Linked DNA regions of Pan troglodytes: region 2 is linked to region 1. A link is a contact called in public Hi-C data. All regions are on one chromosome and are shown on one strand. Each heading gives the region's core, a stretch centred on a gene start, on an enhancer-like site or on the middle of the called end of the contact. The rest is flanking DNA. Distances are from core to core; before and after follow the strand shown. Region 1 has its middle 60 kb from the start of ACOT11. Region 2 overlaps SSBP3 (single stranded DNA binding protein 3).

What was found. A called contact is a pair of places that touch in the nucleus more often than the background predicts.
Region 2: a contact with region 1 is called in a Hi-C map of stem cell-derived neural progenitor cells, with 8 times the contacts expected there. The contact joins two enhancer-like sites. A contact is called at or near these places in 1 of 7 Hi-C or Micro-C datasets (stem cell-derived neural progenitor cells) and 1 of 1 datasets of contacts at active chromatin or transcription factors (stem cell-derived excitatory neurons).

Annotation. Positions count from the first base shown.
Region 1 is chr1:176,495,974-176,500,648 of NHGRI_mPanTro3-v2.0_pri, reverse strand. No RefSeq gene overlaps it. Among named protein-coding and RNA genes, the nearest start is that of ACOT11, 60 kb to the right of the region's middle. Within about 2 kb of position 3,123, at least 21 of the 24 cell types and tissues checked have an H3K27ac peak or open chromatin away from gene starts, as enhancers often do. A contact at or near this core is called in stem cell-derived excitatory neurons and stem cell-derived neural progenitor cells, where this site is marked.
Region 2 is chr1:176,712,574-176,717,362 of NHGRI_mPanTro3-v2.0_pri, reverse strand. All of the region lies in intron 5 of SSBP3 (single stranded DNA binding protein 3), which reads right to left. Among named protein-coding and RNA genes, the nearest start is that of MRPL37, 72 kb to the left of the region's middle. Within about 2 kb of position 1,597, at least 13 of the 24 cell types and tissues checked have an H3K27ac peak or open chromatin away from gene starts, as enhancers often do. A contact at or near this core is called in stem cell-derived excitatory neurons and stem cell-derived neural progenitor cells, where this site is marked.

The DNA of each region.
Region 1 (4,675 bases), core at 1,874-4,373:
CTCATGATCCGCCCACCTCGGCCTCCCAAAGTGCTGGGATTACAGGCGTGAGCCACTGCGCCCAGCCTTCCTCCACCCCAGTTTGATTTGTGGGCAGACTGAGGTCCTTGCTCAAGGTCACAGAACAGGGCATGGCTTCTCTGAGAGGTGGGTTCATGCTAGATCCTGGTACCATCCTCACACCCCAGGGACCTCTAGTGTCTGCCTCTCCTTGCCTTTCCTTAGCACAAGAGATGTTCCTTAACACACATGGAAAGAGATCTTAATTCTTTTTAATTAGGAGGATACAAAGGGAGAAGTCAGGAGACTGCCCCCACCCACGGTTGGGAGACTAAGTGCTCCCCAGATTACACAGCAGATGCCAGGGCTCCAGCAACAAGACCCAGCTTGATAGCTTTGTGGTAACCACAGCCAGCACAATTTTATTTTATGTTTTAACTCCTCAGTGATATATAGACCTCTCACAGGCAGGAGAAATGGCATCCAGAACTTCTCCCTTTAAAAAAAAATTATTTTTGAGCTTGCGCAACACACGCCCAGTTTAATTAACCCTTTTGTCAGGAAGCTTGGTCTGCCCCAGGCGGTGTGAGAAAACTGTTTCTGCTCTGTGCGGTGGGAGTAGTACAAAAAACGTGTGCCAGCTTGGGCACTGCCTTGACCTGGGACCCGTGGCTGCCCCCGAGCCTCTGCGCCCTCTGGGTCTTCACTGGACAAATCACTCTATGGGCAGTTTTATGTGCCTCCTCTGGGGTCTCTATTTTTTTCTGCTTTTAAAATTTCAGCCTCAGTTGCACCACTGGCACCCCAGCCTGGGTGACAGAGTGAGACTCTGTCTCAAAAAAAAAAAAAAGGTCAGCCTCCGGTGCCTGAGTGCCTGTTCTATAGGAGACTCTGCATCGCATCTCTGCACCCCTTAATCCCTATTCCCACACAGCCTTGCTATTCATAACTGGAACCACAATGTATGTTTCTTTCTCTCTCTCTCTCTTTTTTTTTTTTTTGACAGAGTCTGGCTCTGTCGCCCAGGCTGGAGTGCAATGGCACAGTCTCTGCTCACTGCAAGCTCCGCCTCCCGGGTTCAAGCGATTCTCCTGCCTCAGCCTCCCAAGTAGCTGGGATTAGAGGTACCCCCACCATGCCCAGCTAATTTTTTTTTTTTTTTTTTTTTTTTTGTATTTTTAGTAGAGACAGGGTTTCGCCATGTTGGCCAGGCTGGTCTACAACTTCTGACCTCAGGTGATCCCCCTGCCTCAGCCTCCCAAAGTGCTGGGATTATAGGTGTGAGCCACTGCACCTGCCTGGCAACCACAATGTTTCAAAACAAAGCTCACTTCTGATCCCCTCCCACTCCCTCATCTGCATGTACTAAAGGGACTGAGGAGCCCCCACCCCACCACACCCCACCTCACCATCTCTGTGTCCATTCCTCCCTGGCCACACTAACTCTGCTTAACGTTGCTGGTATTACTGCACCTCTCTCTGCCCTCTGGTCTCTTTGCTTTTTAACACTCAGCTCTGTTCTGTCACTTCTTTGGCCAGAAAGCTTCAGGTCCCCCACTCCCCAAATTGTCTGAGGGATAAAAAGCCCCAGCTTCTGCCCCTGCTAGGCCTGGGTCCCAAGACCTAGCCTATTCCTAACCCCTTTATGTTTTCCACACTCCATTCATTCAATGTGCAAATATTTGTTGAGCCCTTACTATGTGCCAGGAATTATGTTGGGCATTCAGGAGATTGTTGATGCACAAATGCACAGAAACCAAGTGTGTTTTGAGAGCTCAGGGGTTCAGGGGCTCTGAGGAGGGGCACCGAATTGAGAGAGGGACTGGGCTGCCGCCAGCTCTCTTCTCACTGGTTTCCTGTTTACCATTAGCGGCTGCCCATCCCTCCTTAGCGCACAAATGCCCAAGTGAACCTTGGTATGTTTTCAGACCCGCAGCTCAATCACAAGCATGAAGCGGGCGAATTGAAATCCATCTTTAGCTGCCTTGAAAGCCTGCACAGGACCTCCTTTAGATTCTCCCTGCCCACGCTCTCCCCAAGTTCTGTCTTCCTCTCCCCGTTTTGAGGACATATGGCCCCTTGAAGTTTTTGTTTGCTTGCAGTAGGGGAAAAACAGCTTTAAGTGTAGAGGGTTTTTCCTTTTTTTTTTTTTTTTTTTATTAAGCATCAAGAGACACAGCAATCTGCTTGGAGATAGTGTACGTGCATAATTAATAAAATCGCATTATTTATTTATAAAGAGACACACGAGGAACGGGAGAATTAGGGCTATCCCCATTATATATGAAGAGAGGGAGAGAGAGTGGAGAGGCAAAAATACTTTTTGAACATTAGATCCTTTCAGAGAAGTGTCTCAATACGCAGTGAATAAAACGGCCTGTACTCCTCATCGAAGTGGTGCCCTGTGCCCAGAAGGCATCAGAAAGCAGAAACCTGGTTCAGGGGCTTAAAAAAGGAACGGGATCGATGTGGCGCTCGCAGTGCCCAGCATGCCGGCGTTGGGTAGTTGGCAGGAGAGCAAGAGAGAGAGGAGGCGCGGTTGAGGGTTTGGCCGCTGGGAAAGAGGATTGAGAGCCAGTCCGGGGTTTCCAAAAGAGAGGGACTTGGGGCACAGAATCTCTGGCAGGTTGGGGAGAAACGGCTACCGTCACCCCACTGGGCACCGCATGAATAACCCAGATGCCGGCGAAGGGGAGCCCCTGGTTTCGATGAGCCCACTGCAAGCCAGATCACATGAACTTGGTGGTGAGGGGGTTTTAGATAGCAGCTTTGCCCTTGGACCTCTGCATCCCGGATGCCCGGGCAAGACCGCCAATATCAATAACCCAACTTATTATATAACAGCCTCGGAGACCGGGAAGCAGGGGTCAGGTCCTCCCAAGCTTCTAGAGCTGTCGGTGGACCTTCTCTCTCCTTGTCTCTCTCCCTCTGATTTTTCTTGAGACATGCTTTAAAATGGAAAACAGGCTTGTGCAGGAACCAAACACATAGACAGGGGGTGGTTTGTAGGGATTTTTCCCCCCACCTCCCTCGAGGACAAGCAACTCTTGCAGCGCCACTCTCGGCCTTCCCCGGGCTGTAGGCTCGGCGCCTGGGGCGGCGCTGGGGGGGCGGCGTCGGCCCGGGCAGCAGCCTCCGCAGGGTTACCCGGGCGCGTGCAGGGAAACGTCTCAGCAATTCCAGCGCCCGAGCGGAGCGCGCGGGGGGGGTGGGGGCGCGCGGCGCGGGGCACCTTGAAACCGCCGGCGGCCGCGCGCTGATTGGCCGAGCCGCCGCCTCGGCGTTCCAGCCAGGCGCCCCTCCCCCCGCGCCGTCCACCCCGGAAGGAATTTCCTCCTCTGGCGGCCGCTATTGTTGTCCACCTTCGCTGTTTGGGTCGGATCGCGTAACCATAGTATCCAAACTGTGTCCGCGCGGGGCCCCAGCCTGGGACCCCTGTGCCCTCACCCCCCCAGCCTACCCCCCACTTTTTTTTTTTTCTTTTTGCAGCCTACTTATCATGACTTCATCGGACTCCGGGGAGCGGGAAAGGGGGTTGGGGCGGGGGGGCGGGGAGTGGGCCCGCTTCTGGCAGCCCTTACTTCGAGATGTTTTCAATTACAATTTTTTAAAAAGTCTGCTTTGTGGGTTCAGGGCTTAAAAATTCTTCCTACTTGCCCCCCTCCCCATGAAACCGTTGGACCAAACTTGAATGGGGGTTTCCTTCTTTTCCCCTTTACCGTCTATGCTCCAGCCCCTGACTTTACGGCTCACGGCTGGGGGTGGGGGAAATTCGCAGCAGGAGTCGCCCCCCTCAAACGCTACCCTTCAGATCGTGGCTGTGTCCTGGCCCCTGGGCCTGGGTTTGAGCTGGGGAAGCGAGGCTGGTGGTGGGGTGGAAACATCACGCACTGCAGTACCCCCCACCCCGGGGCGCTTCCTGGCGGGGTTGGGGGATCCCCGGAGATGGATCTGGGGTAGGTGGTACGGGGTGGATGCCCATCAAATATCGGGGAGGGGTGACAGGGGGATAAAGGGGAGACGGGGGAAGCAGCTGACAGGTTACTGGAAGAACAAGCCCCCTCGCCCCTCGAATTTCTCCCACGGGTCTCTGAGCTCAGACATCCTAGTCCGCGCAGGCAGCCCGAGCCGAATGCCTGCTCCCAACCCCGGCCAAAAAAAAAAAAAAAAAAAAAAAACCAACCCCAAACAAAAACCCTGTGCCCAGAATTGCATTCGGCTGGGAGAGGTGGGGAGCCAGCAGCAAGTCCGCACCGAGCCGGCTGCGCGCAGCGCGGGAGCCCCCGGGCTGGGGCCGGCAGCGGGGGGCGGTGTGTGTGCGGGGGGGTGTCCAACATTCCCAGAACTCAAGTATTCTCCCGGCGCTGAGCCGGGCGGGGGCAGTGGCGGCCACGGCCCAAGTTCGGGGCAACACTGCCCCCTAGGGGCCGCCGCCGGAGGTTTGCAGCTGGGGCGGCGAGGGGTCTGGAGGTTTGGGTCTAGCCCTGGGACCAGGGACTTTACTTTGGCCCTCAGTGTTTCACCGGCCAGCGGAGCCGGGGAGTACCTGGGCAGGGCTACCGTGACCCCCTGGCAGACCAGTGACAGGCCAGAGGAGAGCCTTCAAGTGCCAGTTTAGGGAGCTGGGGAGATATAGTAGTAGGGTTTGTATTTTTGCTCTAGAATTTAAAACTTC
Region 2 (4,789 bases), core at 348-2,847, 220 kb before region 1:
TGAAGAGGCTGGGTCACTGCCAGGATCACACTGCCAGCCAAGCGCAGGGCCATCGTGCTCCAAAGACCCTGTTCACAGCCACTCTGCGGCCACCCTGACGCCGAGCTGGGTGCCCTCCCAACCCCATGCCTGTGCTGCATACAGACCTGGCACTTCATGAAGGGTGTGCCCCTCTACCCCACCATGTCCCCAGTCTCTTTCCCACCATTTGGTCTTGAGCAAGAAACAAGAGACGGGGCTTTTCTTTCTTTTCTTTTTTTTTTTTGAGATAGAGTCTTGCTCTGTCCTCTAGGCTGGCATGCAATGGTGTGATTTCAGCTCACTGCAACCTCTGCCTCCTGGGTTCAAGCGATTCTCTTGCCTCAGCCTCCCGAGTAGATGGGATTCCAGTTGCGTGCCACCAGGCCTGGCTAATTTTTCTATTTTCAATACAGACGAGGTTTCACCATGTTGGTCAGGCTGGTCTCGAACTCCCGACCTCAGGTGATCTGCCCACCTTGACCTCCAAAGTGCTGGGATTATAGGCGTGAGCCACCATGCCTGGCCTGAGATGGGGCTTTTCTGAGAGAAAAGTTTACAGGATCACAGGTGGGCCTGGCCTAGGAGCTTCACGGATTCTAAGGCCCTCTTTGGGAGAGGAAGTGTTTCAGGGAGAGGTTGCCTGGGAGTTAACTTAGGCAGAAACAGGACATGAACCTGACCCCATACTGTGGTTCCCTGCACTTAGAACAGTGCCTCACACTGAGCTAGATGCTGGAATGGCCTCTGACCCCCAGGGCAGTGCCTGGGCCCAGAGCCTAGCCCAGACTCCCCTGAAGGGGAGGTTCCTCCCACTGTGGCATGAGCTTACTCAGGGGGTCTATCCTGATCCATGTCATGCCGAGGCGTGTTATTACAGGATTCTGCTGGAATTCTCTTCCTCAAACCTCTTCTGCTACAAGGGCTAAGGAATTTGACCTTTTTTTTAAAAAAAAAAAAAAAGGAGAAAAACCTCAGTACAATTTGCTGAGAAGGTAGGTGGGGACAGGAGCAAGAGAGTCCACCCCTCAGTCAGCTATGAAGAGACAAAACAAAAATACTCTCCAGCCCCGCAGGGGTCTCCACTCCCATCCCCCTATGAAGGACAGAAGGACCTCGTGGGGGCAGAGGGAGCAGCCACGGTACCGTGCTGGGAGAACTGCCGACCTGCGGTAGAGCAGCTTCCAGGCACAGGGAAAAATCACTCCATTCTAAGAAAATGCAAAGTAAAAACTCAGGTCCAAAGGAGAAAGGATAAACCAGCCCAAGCTCTTAATAAGCATGAGGTGAAGGCAGCTACTGACACCCATCCTTCCAGTATCAGATCCACAGAAGCCAGAGATTCGGGAGTCAGTTTACACCCCCAGTGAGGGCTTTGCCAGGAGCAGCAGCAAGAACAGAGCCCAGGCCTCCCAAGTCCAAGAGGCCAGAGACTCCTTCCTCCTTCCCTCCCTCAAAAGGTTGAAGAGAGGAGTGAGAGTCCCATCCTGCACTTGGGAGGCCAGGAGGACGTGGTGTGTAGCCCAGCTGGGCTCTGTAGCATGGGGCTGGCTCTGCGTTAGGGGGCAGTCAAGGCCCAAGCAGCTGTTGGGTGCTTTGTTACCGAGCAAATCTCCCAGGCGCTGCCTGCTGATGCATAGCTAACTGGGCGGCAGACATTGATTTATGTTCAACTTTCCATTTCATCAGTGAGAGTTACGGCGCTACATGTGGAGTTCACGTTTTTCAGAGGGGGAGGGAGAGGTGGCTCAAGTGTGCAGACACAAACATATCCACATGTGTGCACACAGGCATGCGTGCACACAGGCACGCACACAAGTCAGGGCCACAACTTTTTTTCCTATTTAAGAGGGAGGGCGACTGAGCTGAGCCAGCCGCCGCCGAGGCAGCCTGGCACGTCAGGAGTAACCTTTTGTCCACTGTTGCTAGGAGCCCCAGTGCCGGTCATCTGCCGCTGGGCAGACGTTAGGCACCAGGCTGGCTGCCGGGCAGGGAAGGGAGCACAGCCTGACCTTTGCAGGGGAGGTGTTGGCAAGCAAAAAAAGGCTTTCTTCCCTCTCCTCTGCCCCAGGCCTCTTTTCACTGGCCAGGAGATTGTGGAGGGCAGGACCAGCCCAGACCCATGTGCTTCCAAGTGGCCAGCACCCCCCACTGGACAGAGGAGCAAGCTAAGGCCAAGAGAGGGAAGGCTGGCTCCCCGAGGACACACAGGAATTTGGCAGCAGGGCTGGTATCCCAGAGTGTCCCACTCCCAGGATAGGGGGCTTCATCACAGTAACTAGAGGAGGGGCTGCCGCTCCCAGAGCCAAGTCAGTTTGGAACAGGTGGGGCCTGGGGGTGGGGAAGAGCAGTGGTTCCCCACCTCCAACTGTGGCCTGGAGCCCAGCAGTTGGGGTGCCCCGCCTCCTCTCTAATCCTTCTCAGCAGGGGTGACCCTGCCTTCTGTCAGTCTGGAGGCAGACAGCAGGGCGGAGGAGCTGGAGGGGGTGGTGCTTCTGTCCCCTGGAGGAGCGAACACATCCACCCCTGACACAGCACCTCTGTCCTCTTCCCCAGTAGGAGGCTGCATCTATCAGACAGACTCCCCAACCTGCAGGGAAGCAGACAGGGCCAGGCGAGGCCCAGAATGGGGAGGGGGTTTTATTTCCCCACAGACAGGCAGTTATCAAGAAGCTGCAGATCCCACCGCCCCACCCAGGCCTGTCTTCCTGAGCAACTGGCCAATTTGAGCCTCAGTTTCTCATCTATACAGTGGGAATGCTATTGGTTCTTAGGACTATCTCATAGAATCAAATGAAATCACAGCAGGGAACAGCTTTTCTAACTTGGAGAGTGCTTCCACCAGCAACTATTAACATAAGAGGGCGTCAGACAGTTCTACTCTCAGGCCTGAGAGCACTGGCTGGGGTGGGTGGGGAGGGCTAGGCTGGGCAGCCCCAGGTAAGGGGTCTGCTAAGACAGCAGGCACCAGCCTTGGCTTCTCACCGCCACACCTGCCTCCTGCCCCCAACCTATGTGGGCAGTAAGCTGGGCCTCCTTTAGGCTCCAACATCCACTAGAGGCCACCAGTCACAGGCAGGAAAGCTGCCCTCAGTCTCACCCAGCCGCCACTCCTGCTCCGGCCATGGCCACCTCCAGAGGGGACCGCAACTGGACTCCTCACTGGCCAGCCGGCCAAGGGCCCAGCCCCTCCAGGCCATGGAACCTCTTCCTGGGATCGCGTTGCTCCCCTTATTAGGAACCTTTCATGGCTCTCCCCAACTTTAAGTCCTTCCTGTGTCTATTCCTGGCTCCATCCCCACGCCCCAGCCTGCAGTCCAGGCCCCTGCCACCCCAAACTTGCCCCATCACATCCTGGCACAGGCTCCCTCTCGCCTGGCACACTCCCCCACCTCTATTCACTGCCAATTGCCTCCTCCTCCTCAGCCCAAATGTCACCCCCTCGGAGAGGCTTCCCCAGACAAGCCATACTGGCTGTGCCCTGTGCCTGGCCCCAGCGGTATTCTTCCTGTCAACCTCTCCAGCATGGCACTCAGTCACTGCCTGCCCCCTCCACCAGACTATGAGCCCCTTGAGGGCAGGGTCCGTGGCTGCCTCTTGGGTGGCTGACATGTCCCTGCCCTTACACACCACGTCTGACCGAGGGGCTAAGGGACGACCAAGCAAGCCCGTCCGGGTCTCACATGATGGGGACTCAGCTCCTTCCCTTGCCCTGCCTTCACTTCACCATCTGTCAGATGGGTGGGGACCCCAGCGCCCCACCACCAAGCTTCCACTAGTAACAGGCTTCGGAAACCAAAAGCAAACAAGGTGGTTTAATCCTTCCCAAGTCTCCCCTTGTCACAAACTTGTCCTCGTCAGCAAAGAGAGGCCTTTCCTGCTGCAGCAGCTTTCTGGCAGGAGGAATGTCCGCTCCCTCTGCTGGCTCCTGCTTCCCGCTGGAGAGCAGGGCAGGAAATGGACAGCATTTGGCTCAGCTTTTGGGAACTGCCCCAGTTGCTGCCAGGGGTATGTTCTCATTTACTGGGCTTTGACCCTCCCTGTGAACACATCCCCCACCCCACAGCTCACAGTGCCCAAGGCTCTCCACTGGGCATCCTGCCACTGCTTAGTTACCACCACTGTCAAACAGCTCACCACTTCATCATTAATTTGGCAGATGACAGAAATGTCTTCCATACAATGATTCAAATCGGCTTCCCTTTTCTCTCAAGGACTTGGAATGTGGGGCTGAGAGCCCACAGGGGCATGTCTGAGTACATGGCAGGTTCTCCATAACAGAACTTCAGATACTTCAAGACAGCCATCAGAGCCCTCAGGAGGCTGCCCTTCTCCCAGAGAAACCCCAGCTACTTCTGCAGGAGATGAGGAAAGATTTTGGGTCATGCATGTTTCTCTCCCCTCTTATTGTCTGGGTCATATCTCCGGCTCTTGGGCTACACACATTGTTTGCTCTTTCTCGTTCTCTCCCCATAACCAATGGGAAGAGTTCTCTAGGAACCTCAACATCTTTCTAAGGCTGGTGGGCCTGGCTGGCAGGAATGAGGACTCAATGGAAAGGGGATGTGTCAAATACTCCCTACTATCCTTCACCAAGGTGGAAAGTCCCTACTATCCTTCACCAAGGTGGCAAGTATCTAGATGTTCAAAGCAGGATGAGCTAAGCTTTTGGCAACAGGAGCTGGGACCCCTCCTCCAGGACTTTTCCAGAGAAGGCAGTCTTTAACCCTGTGACCTCTGCTGGGTCTCTGTCAAGCAGCATCCATCATCA